2 separate regions of the Rattus norvegicus genome follow, and region 2 is linked to region 1. The links are chromatin contacts, called in public Hi-C maps. All regions are on one chromosome and are shown on one strand. Each heading gives the region's core, a stretch centred on a gene start, on an enhancer-like site or on the middle of the called end of the contact. The rest is flanking DNA. Distances are from core to core; before and after follow the strand shown.

Evidence for each region. Hi-C and Micro-C count contacts between places; a contact is called where the count stands out from the background.
Region 2: a contact with region 1 is called in a Hi-C map of Schwann cells, with 10 times the contacts expected there. The contact joins two enhancer-like sites. A contact is called at or near these places in 9 of 12 Hi-C or Micro-C datasets (the A7r5 cell line, the Rat2 cell line, Schwann cells and 6 more) and 1 of 1 datasets of contacts at active chromatin or transcription factors (oligodendrocytes).

The regions. Positions count from the first base shown.
Region 1 is chr14:34,112,411-34,119,076 of GRCr8, forward strand. All of the region lies in intron 4 of Scfd2 (sec1 family domain containing 2), which reads left to right. Among named protein-coding and RNA genes, the nearest start is that of Scfd2, 78 kb to the left of the region's middle. Within about 2 kb of position 3,936, at least 27 of the 93 cell types and tissues checked have an H3K27ac peak or open chromatin away from gene starts, as enhancers often do. A contact at or near this core is called in Schwann cells, where this site is marked.
Region 2 is chr14:34,236,142-34,242,807 of GRCr8, forward strand. The region is part of intron 5 of Scfd2 (sec1 family domain containing 2); the gene reads left to right. Among named protein-coding and RNA genes, the nearest start is that of Rasl11b, 130 kb to the right of the region's middle. Within about 2 kb of position 3,625, at least 7 of the 93 cell types and tissues checked have an H3K27ac peak or open chromatin away from gene starts, as enhancers often do. A contact at or near this core is called in Schwann cells, where this site is marked.

The sequences.
Region 1 (6,666 bases), core at 2,686-5,185:
GGGCGCAATGTAGATTAAATTTATATTGTTAAGACAGACTGTACTTTTAATTCCATTTATCTTTCAGTAATAAATATGTAGTTAGGATTTGGTCTGAGTGCACTTAGCCTAAAGCAGAGACTGCTTGTGATGGAGGAGACTCCTTTGGTCATTAGCACAGTGTTTGTCCTGCCTTCTGATTTTCCAAACAGGAAGCTGCAGGCTTTTTCCAGGAACAGATTACTGCTTTCTCTGTGAGTAGAGAAGCTCTGCTATTATTAGTCATGAACACAGTGCTTTCATTTCAACTTTGATTAAATCAGGGTGCCAGAGGTTTTTGGGTTTTTTTTTTCCCATTTGCAACCCACTTTAATAGTTTGTAATTTTCAGAGTTCCCTCTTCTGACATGTCTTGTATTTTGAAGGTGAGTTTAGAGGTTGCAAGACTGGAAGAGAACAGACGTTGCTAGATGGGGAATAAAGCCAGCACGTATCACAAGAATGGGGGTGGGTGTGTGTTCATGTACTTTCTAATACTCTGAAGTGAAGCACTGAGATACAGAAGAGGAATTACCTATCCCAGGAGGGAGGCTTAACCTTCACTATGAGCAGATTTTGTTGTTGTTGTTGTTTTTGTTTTGTCCGGTGGGCACTATGCTGTGGTCTGGCCTGTGTCCTGCCAAAACTGCCATGGTAAGTTCTTATGATGACACGGGGCTTTCAAGAGGTCGTTAGGTTTAGATGAAGTCATGACATGAATGGGATTTTTACTGTGGCAAGATTAGTACTCCTGTCCAAAGAGGCAGCAGTTCTCCCTCTCTTCCTCCCGTGGGGACATGAAAAGCACGAGCCCTCATACCTGACTGTGCTGGAAAGCTAATCTAGATGTTCTGTCTCTAGAACTGTGAGGAAATATAGTGTGTGTTCTTAAAGCCACCAGATCTACAGTATTTTGATGTGAAAGCCAAAGTGATTATTCAGATATCCTGTCACTGACAATTCAGGCCATTGGTCCTCTGGAACTGTATCTTGGGGCTATTTTCTCACACTAGACTAGTCTTCAGTTCTCTGGATACCAACTGTCTATTCTAGTTGGCATGGGTGTCTGATCTAACAATTTACAAGGACTTAGCCTGCAGAACCTTTCAGATGCCTGGTATAAGCCCACAGGCTGCACAAAAAGTAACAGTTACCCAGAACACTGTCTTTATGTTCAATAATGTGTTGGTATAAATCTTAGAAGAGAAGAAAAGGTGTATGCTTATTAATTGTTTTAAAGAATGCAACTCAAGAGAAAAGAAGGCAAAGGGTCTAGTTTCCGTGCCCTCTCCCAATAGTCACCTGCCCCAGAAAGCCCCTGTGTTCCAGCCTCTGGAGAGCCCAGCTGCCAGCTCCACATGTTCCCTTAGATTGGTGGATAGAGAGATCTGGGACTTTAATTACTTGGTCTTTTTGATGACTGACCTCATCATGCTATCATTTGTGGTCACACAGTAGGTCCTTCATTAGTATAAGAATACATGCATTCATATGGGGCTTATGGGGCTAACAGAATGCACTTTAAAAACATTTAACACTTATTCATTTTGTGTATCAATGTTTTGCTTGTATGTATGTATACATGACATTTGTGTGCCTGGTACCCGTGAAGGTCAGAAGAGGGCATCAGATCTGTAGCTAGGGTTACAGATGGTTGTTGGCTGCCATGTGGGGGCTTGGAACTGCAGGGTCCTCTGCAAGGCAAGGAAGCAAGTGATGTTTATCACGAAGCCATCGCTCTTGCCCCCGAAGACAATCTATTGCATGGAGTCCTAAGGTGTTCTAGGCGCTCTTCGTTAGGAATCAGGGACAAAACCAAAATATATTTGTTATTGTATCCCACGACGCCAAGTTCATTCCTTATTGTTTCTCGTCATCTCTTCATTTGTCATCATAAGTATAAAGGAAGAGAGACGAGAAGTGAGCACTGTAGTATGCAGCGATGCTTTTGACAGGGAATGGCTGAAATAATGAAGAAAGCGCGCTCTTCTTAGGAGAAAATGCTCTCTCCTTTTCCATCTCAGAGCCCATACTGCGAGATGAAATCAGCCCATGCTTTTAGAGGGTGGGGTGCTTTCATCAGCCTGACTACAGGAGAACCTGACCCTCACCTACTCCAACAGCCGTGCCAGTGAGGTTCGGGTTGGCGAGAAACTAATTAGAAGATGGGACTTTCTAGGTACTCTCCAAATGGCCCAGAGTTTCAAACAGATGTTTTGGGAAAATGCATACCTGCTGCTCTCCCATTAGCCAATTACTCTGTTGCAACTGTCACAGGCCCTCTTTTTGCAATAATTATGAAGAATTATGTCCCATCTGGCAGCTCAAATGTTTAGCTCAATTTGAAGGAAATTTTGTTGTAATTATAGGGGCAGTGTTTCTGTTAAGTCTTGAAAACGAGCCCCTCCCCACTGCAAAAGCTTTGGTGAAAGGTACAGCACACATGGAGGAGGGTCTCATAGAAGCACTAAGCACACACTGTGTATGCACGTACACGTACACACACACACACACACGCACACGCCTGGAGAGCATAAAACAAAGAAATGAGCTGCGTAATGAACCACAACGTAACAAAGTACCAAAGCTTAAAATCTATTGCATTTAAATATGATTCTATGGACTTTTGCTGGCTTACGGAATTTCAAAAAATATTTTGTATTCTTACAGTCCCTTTGTACATTTTAAACCATTAATTTGTATGTCTCTAAAGGCATGATTTTAATGTTTTCCAGTGGAATTGTGAAATTGTAAAAGTTTTTTTAAATTTAACATTTCTTAACACAAGTGGAAAAAAAACAAGTTGAAATTGAAGACAAAGATAAAGAATCGCAAAGACTGGGAGTCTTGATTCTATTTTATTTGTTTAAACCTTCTCTGTCTGTCTGTGTATAGTCTGCATGAGTTTATGTTCTACATGCTCGCAGTTGCCTGCAAAGCGCAGAAGAGGGCGCGGCCCCACCCGACACTAGAGGTGCAGGTGGTTTTGAGATGGCTGATGCAGATGCAGAGGGAGGAACTTGGGTCCTCTGTGAGAGCAGTGAGTTCTCTCAACGGCTGAGCCGCCTTTCTAGCTCCTGCTCTTTCTCTCTTTTTAAGTCAAATAATGAATTATTATTTTATTAACCTTGAAATGTACTTGGATCACCACTGTGTATGTAGATAAAATTGCTATGATATATGGACACGTTTTATTTGGGACCCAGGAAAGGCTTAGCCTCTCCTCGCACCCACTCACAGCTCCAAAGCAGTGTAAGCGCCGGGAAGCGAGCGGGAAGCCAGCGTGCAGTGTGGGCGTTAGTTCCCAGCAGGCCAGTGAGAGCCATCCAGGCAGATGGAAAGACAAAGGTTATTTCTGGAAGATATGAAGACATTTTTGTACTTGTAAATATTTTCTTATTCCATATTTTAAATATTATGTAATTAGCATGGGTCGCATTGACTTGTGTTTTATAAACCAACTCTGCATTTCATTTTAGACCAAGATAAAATATTCATTCTTTTTTTTTTAGCCATCTCCCAATGTGATATTATATTTTCAATAAAGAACATCTGGATATTTGCAATTGTAAAAGTCTTCATGCTTTTGAAATATGACATTCAACAAATAGTTCTCCATCAACAACGGCTAAACAGCAATCAGCCTTGTCTCGGATATTTGGGTAGATTTGGTTTTGTTATTAAAAACATTAGTTTTTCTATCATTTAAAACATCTCAATATGGTATGTAGGTGGTGAGAAAGCAGGTTAGGCTACAAGGGAAAACTCTGAAATTTTGTAATAAATTAGGGTAATTAGGCCGGGGTGGTTAAGGCATAATGAAGAATAATGGGCTGTTTTCCTTTGGTCTGGCCTTGATGCTGTCCAAGTGAGAGCAAGGTGGTGCAACACTGCCCCCTACTGTACGACGTTGCCGATCCCTTTGAAAGGAACTTGGGGGCGGCGGGAGTGGGGGATGGAAGAAACCAACAGCTTGGGGACGAGCCTATCTTCTTACATTTGATATTTTAAAAGTATCGTGGAGAGCAGTGTGGGCCCCTCAGCACAAACACTCAAACAATAGTATAACCATGCCTTCTGTGCTGCAGTTTGCTTTCTTAAGCTGGGGCTGCTGCTGAGTTAACAGATGACACGGTTTTTTTCCCCTGATGGATGGTCCTGGAGGTTTGTGAATGTGCTTTTGTTTCAATTAGCGCTTGTCTCAAGGAATGTTGCATCTTTGAAAAAAAGCACACAGGATATCTTTGAGGCTGGATAGAACAGGGCATTTGTCCATTTTCATGGTAGCTTTAGTATTTTTAATAACAGGACCAAACCTTGAGGTAAAATGTATCAATTTAACCAATCATCCTATCTTGGAACTCACCCAGGCTTAACTGTCTATAACCAACTTTGTCTTATTTTCTGTAGTAGAACACAAATTCACGTGCAGGAGCCCTTGGCACCAATACCATTTACACTTTTTATTTTGATGAAAAGTTGAATTCCTTTTTTTTCCCTTAATAATTTTGATGACATGTCCTCTGCAAATGCATACTTTCGGACATTAAAAAACAAATCGAAAGCCACTTATCGTATGAATCATTGTTAAAGTCAGCTGTAATCCACTGTGTAAAATCTCCCTGTAAAGGCACACAGGCTAGGGGCTTAAACCTGGAGCACATTAAATTAGTTCCAGTCTCTGGCAAACTGGCTTTGCCTGCCTTGCTTAGGCAGGCAAACCGGAAACAGGCAGTTTATAACAAGAAGTCTGCCTTAGAAACCATGGGGTCTATTGGAGAAAGATTTATAACCCCCACTTATATAAACATTACAAATGTGGGCTCTGAGTAGGAGGGGAGCCGTTATCGAAATCTCCCGAAGAGCTTTTTCATTGTGAGTGAAATGGACAGCATGCGCTGTTGTTTGAAGAGCAGCCAGCGTGCCCACAGCGGCCCTCTCCGCGGCTCGGCCTGATTAGAATGTAGCATTGTGAAGACTGACCAGACCTCCTACTTCTAATCTGTTTTCACAGTGAGACTCCATTGGCATCAAACCTAGAGCCAAGGAAACTCTGTGCCAAAGGAGAAAATGATCATTTTTGGAGTTAAAGGAAAAGGAATATAATTATATGAAATCTAGGGTAATGGAGTCCACATCAACTTACACCACTGCCTGAGTTTAAATGATTTTTACATACAAACGCTTTCCTAGATATCATGTTGTCTTTGAGATTGTAATAGAACCCAGATGAGGCTTGAAATATTTGGTCCCATAAAATGAGGAAGGCTGAAAGGAGAGATTAGCATTTGAGATTAGAAAGCTATTTATTTGATACTTCACATATGGCGAGCTGAGGTCCAGGAGCTGCACGTCTGTGTTCTTCTCATTTCGCTTTATCTCATTTGGAATGCCTTGAAACTTTCCACATAAATACACTTTCCTTTGCCTAAATATCTCCAACAGGGCCCTAAAAATCAAATTTTCTTTTTTCTTTTGGGCTTGTTAATAGTAGCTACTGTTTTATGGGTCCAATCCAGGTGACGCTGAATCCACTCTCCTTAGGATCTCTCCAGCCTTCCTGGAAGACAGCTAGCACATCTGTTTTTACCATTTTTAGCTCAGTCCAAACATAAGGTTATTTGGAAAGCACCTTTAAAATAGGGGCTGCTATAAGAAGGAACACAGTGAAAGGTTGTGACTGACAAAACATGAAACCAGGACCCACAAGAGTGTGGAGTTGAATGCCATAGACTGCACACCCATAGAAGGGTCCTCCCGTTCTCTTTGTCTACCAGGCCTGTTGTTGACTTTGATGGCAAGAAGCCACTCCTCTGACTTCAGCCGGTGAGCAGAAATGAAAATTCTGGTCAGGTCTAACATCAGAGAGCAGGCGGACTCAAAGGGAGGCTCTGAGCAGTACCACGCCACTAATACTAATGAGAAGTTTACTGGGTATCATCTTTGAAATTTTTATTATAACATTCTTATTGTTTTTGAGAATTTCATACACCTGTGCAGTGTATGTTGGTCGTATTATTGACCTCATATATCCAGCTTATATACACTGTATCAGACGAGGTGTCTTATGCATGTCTTTACGGTGCAGCAACCCCAGTTTTGGAATGATGAAGCTGAGGTTCCGAGTTCAGGTATATGCTCAGCCACTGCGAGTGGCACTGATTACTGGGGCCAGCTCTTCTGGCTCCTGAGCCCAAGCTCCATACCTGCTCAACCACCACACAGTCCATGTTGAGCCTTTCACTTCTAACGCCATCTGGAATCTTCTAAAGCACTACCCGTAAACCCATGAGTGTCTAGCCTGCTCTCATGAGAGCCTTGGACTTTTTCCTCAGCAGCTCTCTCTGCACAGATGAGAGGTTCGGAACACAAGATGAACTCTTGGTCTCTGAGGATGGGAAGCAAGGCTACTTGTGCACCGGTCATTCAGGTAGGGAATTGACCTATAATCTTTGGTCTGGGAGGCTGATACCCAGACTGGAAGACGTAAGAATATGGATGGGTCCTGTCATCCAAAGGTAGTTTATTATCTGTCCCTTCATGTGACTGAAATGCCCTGCGTCTTTTTGATACTTCCTGGTATGTTCCCATACTGCCACTATGGAGTCCTACCATGAAAGGCCTCCAGTTTTGAATATAAACTGAACTT
Region 2 (6,666 bases), core at 2,375-4,874, 120 kb after region 1:
TAATGCTTGTCACTAACAACCTTTAAACATTCTGATCCCACAGTAAGAAAAGCACGCTGTGTGTTTCCTTGTTCCTCCATGTCCCACGCAGCAATCCATTGGCAGCTCACACTTGCTGGCCTTCTGGAGCCCACCTTCCTTTCCAAACCTAACAGAACACTGCCCACTCTCAGTAACAGGAAACTAGAGAAGGAGAGGGGAGAAGGAGAGGGTTCCGAAAACCACACGAATGGCTTGAGAGCATCCCCGGGGCATTAGCCATCATGCTCTGTGGTGCATGGACCTGTGACCCACTCCTCATTTTTCACAGGCACGCTGGCATCCAGTCACTGGGGTAGAATTGGCTCAATAATGCTTTCCATCTGCGGTCGTCTTGTCCAAGTCATCACAGAACATCACCTGGGTTTTGTCTTGTGGTCTCCAGGGCCACGGCACAGGCTCCGCAGGACGACTACCAAATCCATCTGTCTGCAGTTTACTGTGGTTGGGGTGTGTGTGTGTGTGTGTGTGTGTGTGTGTGTGTGTGTGTGTGTGTGTGTACAAAACAAGATTGTTCTGTAGCATAAGAGAAATTTACTGAGAAAATGTCCCAGTCAAAAGGCTTTTCCTTATCACCTCTCTCTCCTCTCTTTATCCTCTGTCTTCGAATCCCGACAGATCTCAAATGTCAATGTCCCGTTCTGTAAGGAGCATTTCCCAACGCTGTCAGTCCTGTGGGAGCCCCTCGAGAACCCACTTCATACTCGGGCGTTGCTATTATTTATTTGAATCTCTCTCCCACTGGACTACAAACTCTTCAAAGGACAGGAGACATTGCATCCTCTAAAGTTCCTAACATACAGTGGGTTTCCGTTCAGGAAACGATTTGCAAGTTTAGAGAAAATTAATAATCTGTGTTAGTTGTAAACTAAACCTACAGGGCTCAAGTTGCTGTTATTAAAACACAATGGTTAAAAGTGGCTTCTCTTTCAAATAAAATATTAGGAATAGGAAGTTAAAGTTTGAGAGACTTAGATATTTTGTAAGGAAAAATGAAAACAATTTAATTTTTTTGTTGAAAACTGACAGGATATTTGAAACTATTCAATATCGTTTAAATTTGACCTCAGACATTAGTTGCTGAAATTCACCAATTAAATGACTTTTAAGTTAGTGCTCATCCTAAAATGGATTTCTGCTTTATTGAAATTCTCATATTATTTGTACATCGTCATCATCATCTAAGGCTGTGGTTCTCGACCTTTCTACTGCTGTGACCTTTTAATACAGTTCCTCATGTTATGGTGACCCCAACTATAAAATTATCTTCATTGCTACTTTATAACTAATTTTCCTACTGTTTCTTTTTTTTTTTTCAGAGCTGGGGACCGAACCCATGGCCTTGCACTTGCTAGGCAAGCACTCTACCACTGAGCTAAATCCCCAACCCCTAATTTTCCTACTGTTATGAATTGTAATGTATCTGTGGTTACTTCCCTCCCTTGACAACCCCTGTAAAAAGGTTGTTCAACCCCTAGATGGGTCATGACCCACAGATTGAGAGCCACTGATCTAAGCACTATATATAGGACTTTTAAAAAACCTCTATCATAGGACTGTAGATATGGCTTGGTTCTTAAGATCATACTTCTGATTTTGGTTTCCAGTACCTGTGGCAGAAACTGCAGCTCCTGGGTAACGCCTCTGGCTTCCAGTAATACCTGTATACATTTGTACATGGCTGTACATAAGCACACATATATACATAGTTTTAATTATTTATTTTTATGTGTATAATTCTTTTACCTGTATGTTTCTCTGTTCAACACTTGTATAGTTATTGCCTGTAGCAGCCAGAAAAGGGTGTCAACTACTCTAGGACTAGAATCACAGACAATTGTGAGCTACCATGTGGGTTCTAGGACTTAAACCCATGATCTCTGGGAAAGCAGCCAGTGTTCTTAAGTGCTAAGCCATTTCTCGTATGTGTGTGTGTGTGTGTGTGTGTGTGTGTGTGTGTATGTAAAATTTTTATTTTATTTTTATTAAAATATAATTTATATAATTTATATTATATAGAAATTACATTATTTCCCCTCTTCCCTCTTCTCCTGTGTTTCCCACCTACTTACTCAACCTCAAATTCATAGCTTCATTTTCTTTAACTGTTATTGTTACATATATGTGTGTACATACATAATGTAGTATATATGTACATAATATATAAGTAAAACTGGCTGGGATCCATGGTCTCCCAGGGGGCTCAGGAGGAGGAGAACTGTAGCACCCTGTGGAACAGCTACCTGGTTTCTAGAGATCTGGAGGCATCTCCCGGAGAGCCTTGTTTCAGGCCAGGAGCTATAGGAATTTATCAAAAGACATGCACATTGCTCTTGGGGCTTTGCTTTGTTTCTGTTTTCTCTTTTTCCCATGCTAGGATTTGAGTTCGGGTCTTTAAACACACCAACAAGCACATTACTACCTCAGCCTGTAAAGCATATTGGAGTCAGCAGATTTAGTAGCTTGTAGATGGGGAATTACAAAGACAGTCTAAGAAACACACTACATACAGCCAGTCCCACAAATGGTCCAGAAATGACATCAAGAAACCCTGATCACAAAGATACAAATCTCTTAAGGGGTTGACCCCAAGTTCCTGACTGAGGAACATGCGCTTTGCCAGGAAGTACAAGGAAAGGCCTGAAGAAGATCCAGGCCAACAATGCCAAGGCCGTGAGTGCACGAGCAGAGGCCATCAAGGCCCTTATGAAGCCTCAGGCCATCAAGCCTAAGATGCCAAAGGGCTCCAGCTACAAACTCAGCCATCTGGCTTTCATTGCTTACCCCAAGCTTGGGAAGCCTATTCGAAGCCACATGGCCAAGGCTCAAAGCTCTGCCAACCAAAGCCCAAGGTTCAAACCAAGGCAGAGGCCACAGCTCCAGCTAAGGCCCAGGCTTCAGCTCCAGCTCAGGCTCCCAAGGGTGCCCAGGCCCCTGGGAAGGCCCCATAGAACAGGCTCCTGCTAGTGTGAAGACAGACGGACTGCTGTGACACACCTACCTACACACTATGTGCAGATGGCCAGTGTCCTATGCTGTTTTTACAAATAAACTTGAGACAAGGGAAAAGAAAAAGACAGAGCAGTACTGACAGTTCCCTAAGCTTGCCCTGTGTCTGAAAACATTTATAAAACGTGGCTGAGCAAGGCTTAGAGTAGCTTGCCTGTTGCCTAAAACAGGGACCTATTAAGTCACCAGATGTGTATAAACTGGCTTCCACAACCACACTAGACCTTAGGACTTTCAGGGATCACAGTCTGATTTCAAAGAGGGTATCATCCAATTAATGTGAATTAGCACTAACAAGCAGGGCACTGTTGCAGATACATGAAAGGCCTTTACAGTAAAGAAACGTCATGGAGTGACATGCTAATTTAGTGTGTGGGCACCGGAAGAGCCATTACCTATTCAAAACAGAGCTGTAAAAGAATGAGGCAGGAGGAGCTGCTGGCTAATGGTTTTAGTGTGGGAGGAGAAGGCTGCACTGCAGTTCTTGGCTCTGAGGTGGGGTCAGCAAGATCAGTAGCCCAGCACTGACCTCTGTGTTTGGAGCCTCTCTGTTGACTCACCAGACTTTTATAGTTTCATGAGCCAAATAACAAAAATGCAGCAGAGCTCTCTGTGCCTGAACCTTTAGTCTCTGAGCAGCTTGTTCCTCAGAGCAGTAATGGGGATTGCTTGGGATGCCAAGGGAAGTCCTACCATATCCATCTAAATTAAATTAGAACGATGACCAGAAAACCACCAGGAAGATGGGGCTGTGCCTCGGGGCACCTCTGCATGCTGTACATCTCTCAGACTGGCCTCTTGGTAAGAACTCTGTGCCTGATAGGAAGAGGGTCTTAGTGACACGGGTACAGTCACATTTAGCAGCAGCGAGGTCTTGCAGCCTCTTTGAATCCAAATGGGATTGTGAGTCCTGGCCTTCTCCTGATCCTGTGACTCGTCCATTTATACTTAAACCGACATAACTGTTCCATGTTAAGAAGTACCTGTTTATGGTAGAAATCATGCAGATAAAACTTTTAATCAACTTCAGCTATTTAATCCCATCACCCAAAGAGAGTCACCATAAATAGATATATAATAAATACATATATACAAATAAACACATGGGTTCAGATACAAATTAACCTTTATGTCAGAATTTGTTTATAAGAATTTATTTTAGCATATAAGTTATATTCTAAGACTTACTATTATTTATTTAGGCACTTTTCTATTTTTGTATATTTGTTTCCAAATTTTGAACATCCTTGTTATAAATCTTTGTTCTTATCTTTGATTACTTCCTTAGGATAAAGTCCTAGAACTGGAATCACTAGGTCACAGGTTATCATCACTCCTCAGTCTCCTGATAACTTTGGGTCACCTGCACCCCCAGGAGATTTGCCGAGGTTCATTCCCATCAACCGTGTGGAAGGAGGACCTGCCTCACTGCAGTCATCCTAGCCTGGGGCAGTGCTCATCGCTTACCAAACAGAAAGAGGATGTGCCATGGCCTCTAATGCTCTACGTTCTGCCCTGCTTAATACTGTTCACTTCAAATACATTTATAACAAAGATTAGTGTGGCTCTCCTCACATAGAGACTAATAAGAGAAGACATGGCCACTTAAGACGTGACCCACAGGAGCACATTCTGACATTGTTCCTCATAAACAAGATTCTCTGCTGTGAGTTTTGCTAAACGTGTGTGTCCTTAGCATCCTTTAGGAGGTTGTGTTTAGTCTCCAGGGTCGGAATGCTGGTTCTCTTTCCCATAATTGTCCAACAGTAAATGGAACCCCAAGCATGAAAACGGCCCTTCATGGGCCCACTGGAGTTGTCCTGCTAACAGAAAACTGATTGACTGAATCTAAATCACCATGACTTATGTGAGTCTGCCCACTCAGGATGAATAGGGAGAAATCACCAGAAGGAAATTGGCCTCTGAAGTGTGAGAGCATTGGATTATTGCCGTCAGGGGCAATGCCTGTCAGAAATACAGCATCTCTGCCTGGGTTTGGGCTGCTCTTCGGTTTCTACCTACCTTTCTCTGGCCATATGTGCCTCTGCCTTCACTTCCCAATTGAGCCATCCACAGCTGGCAAGGGTATATAGACCACTTATATTTATAATGCTTAATTTGTTCCTTAATGATACCAAATTTTCACCAACTTTTCCTTAAGTGGTTAACAACAGAGAAATGACTCAGAACATTGAATAGATGTGTACCTACACCTGTCAAAGACCCCAGGGTTGACTGAAGCAGTGCACAGAACCTATGAAGTCCCACCATTGTGGACTTGCAGTATAATGCAGGGTGACAGTGAGTGCATAGGTGGTCTCTCACGGGTTAATAATCGCTTTGGAGAATGGGGGGCATGATGTGAGGAGAGTACAGCGTGGTTTGCAGATGTGTGATTTTATATGGCGTAGCTAAAGAGGGGCTCTTTGAAGAAGATTCTGAACAGACTTGAATGGAGCAAAGTAGGGTGCCTTCGGACGTGGGAAATGACCTACCAGCTGCACGTAATACCAACGCCAAGTCCTGATATTGTGGCTTGCTGGGTCTCTTCTCAGATCTCCGCCAAGAACATCAGAAGAAGCAAGGAGGAATGGGTGGTGAGGAGACAGAAATCAGGACAGGGAGGACCTCCATGACTCCCATGTGGACTTTGTCCCTGTGTGGAAAGAGGCTCACAGGGATTTGAGCAGAGACGTGGCATTATTTGATGTTGATTTGGGTTGGCAGAAGAGTCAGGTTGCTACAGACATGGAGGAGAGGAGTATGTTGGCACAGACTTTGGGAGAAGAGCGGTGAGAAGGCTCCACCCGATGCCATCTGCATGTTGCATAGCAGTGAGCCAGCCAGCCAGCCAGGCAGCTAGAAAGAGGTCAGAGGAAGACTGAGGAGAGGGAGAGTGGGAGCTGACGGGCCCAGAGAAGGCAGGAGGAGTGAGAATCTGTGGTTATGAATGCTAGGGTTACATGAATCAGGGACTAGTGGATGAAGCTTACCAGTGAAATTGTCAAGGGATTAGGCAGCTGCCGCTCCAGCCTTTTCTACCTGTAGCCAGCAGGTACCGGTGAGGTTCTCTGTGTTGGTACAGTACAGTATGGCTCGAAGCGTTTAGTTGTAACAAGAATCCTGAGCTGATAGAGCTACAGAAGGCCTGAGAAACCATCTGACGGCACCCTTCAGTTTATGGGAAGAGTCTGATTCCCACCAGAGAGGCACAGTAGCCTCTCCACTCACACAGTCCCTGGCTGCTCTAAGTCCTGTCTCCTCATTCCTCTCCGTATCCCATGTTTTACCACAAGTAAAACTTATTTTTAACTCCAGAATTGATTTTAAAATAGCTTTTTGTCCCTACCATTGGATATTTTTGAGCCTCATACTTTGATGAAATCCAAATGGCTTCAATTTAAAGGATACAACCATGTTTTATCAAACACTTTTTAAAAGGATGTTATTTAGGGCCCAGGCATAGCATGCATGCTCCCAGAGCTTGGGAGGCAGATGCAGAAGGATGCAGAGTTCAAGGCCAGCTTGGACTACATATTGAGTACTTGTTTAAAACTTTTGTTTGTCTGTCTGTCTGTTTATTGTCTTTGTCCATGTACAAGCCTGCCTGACATTGTC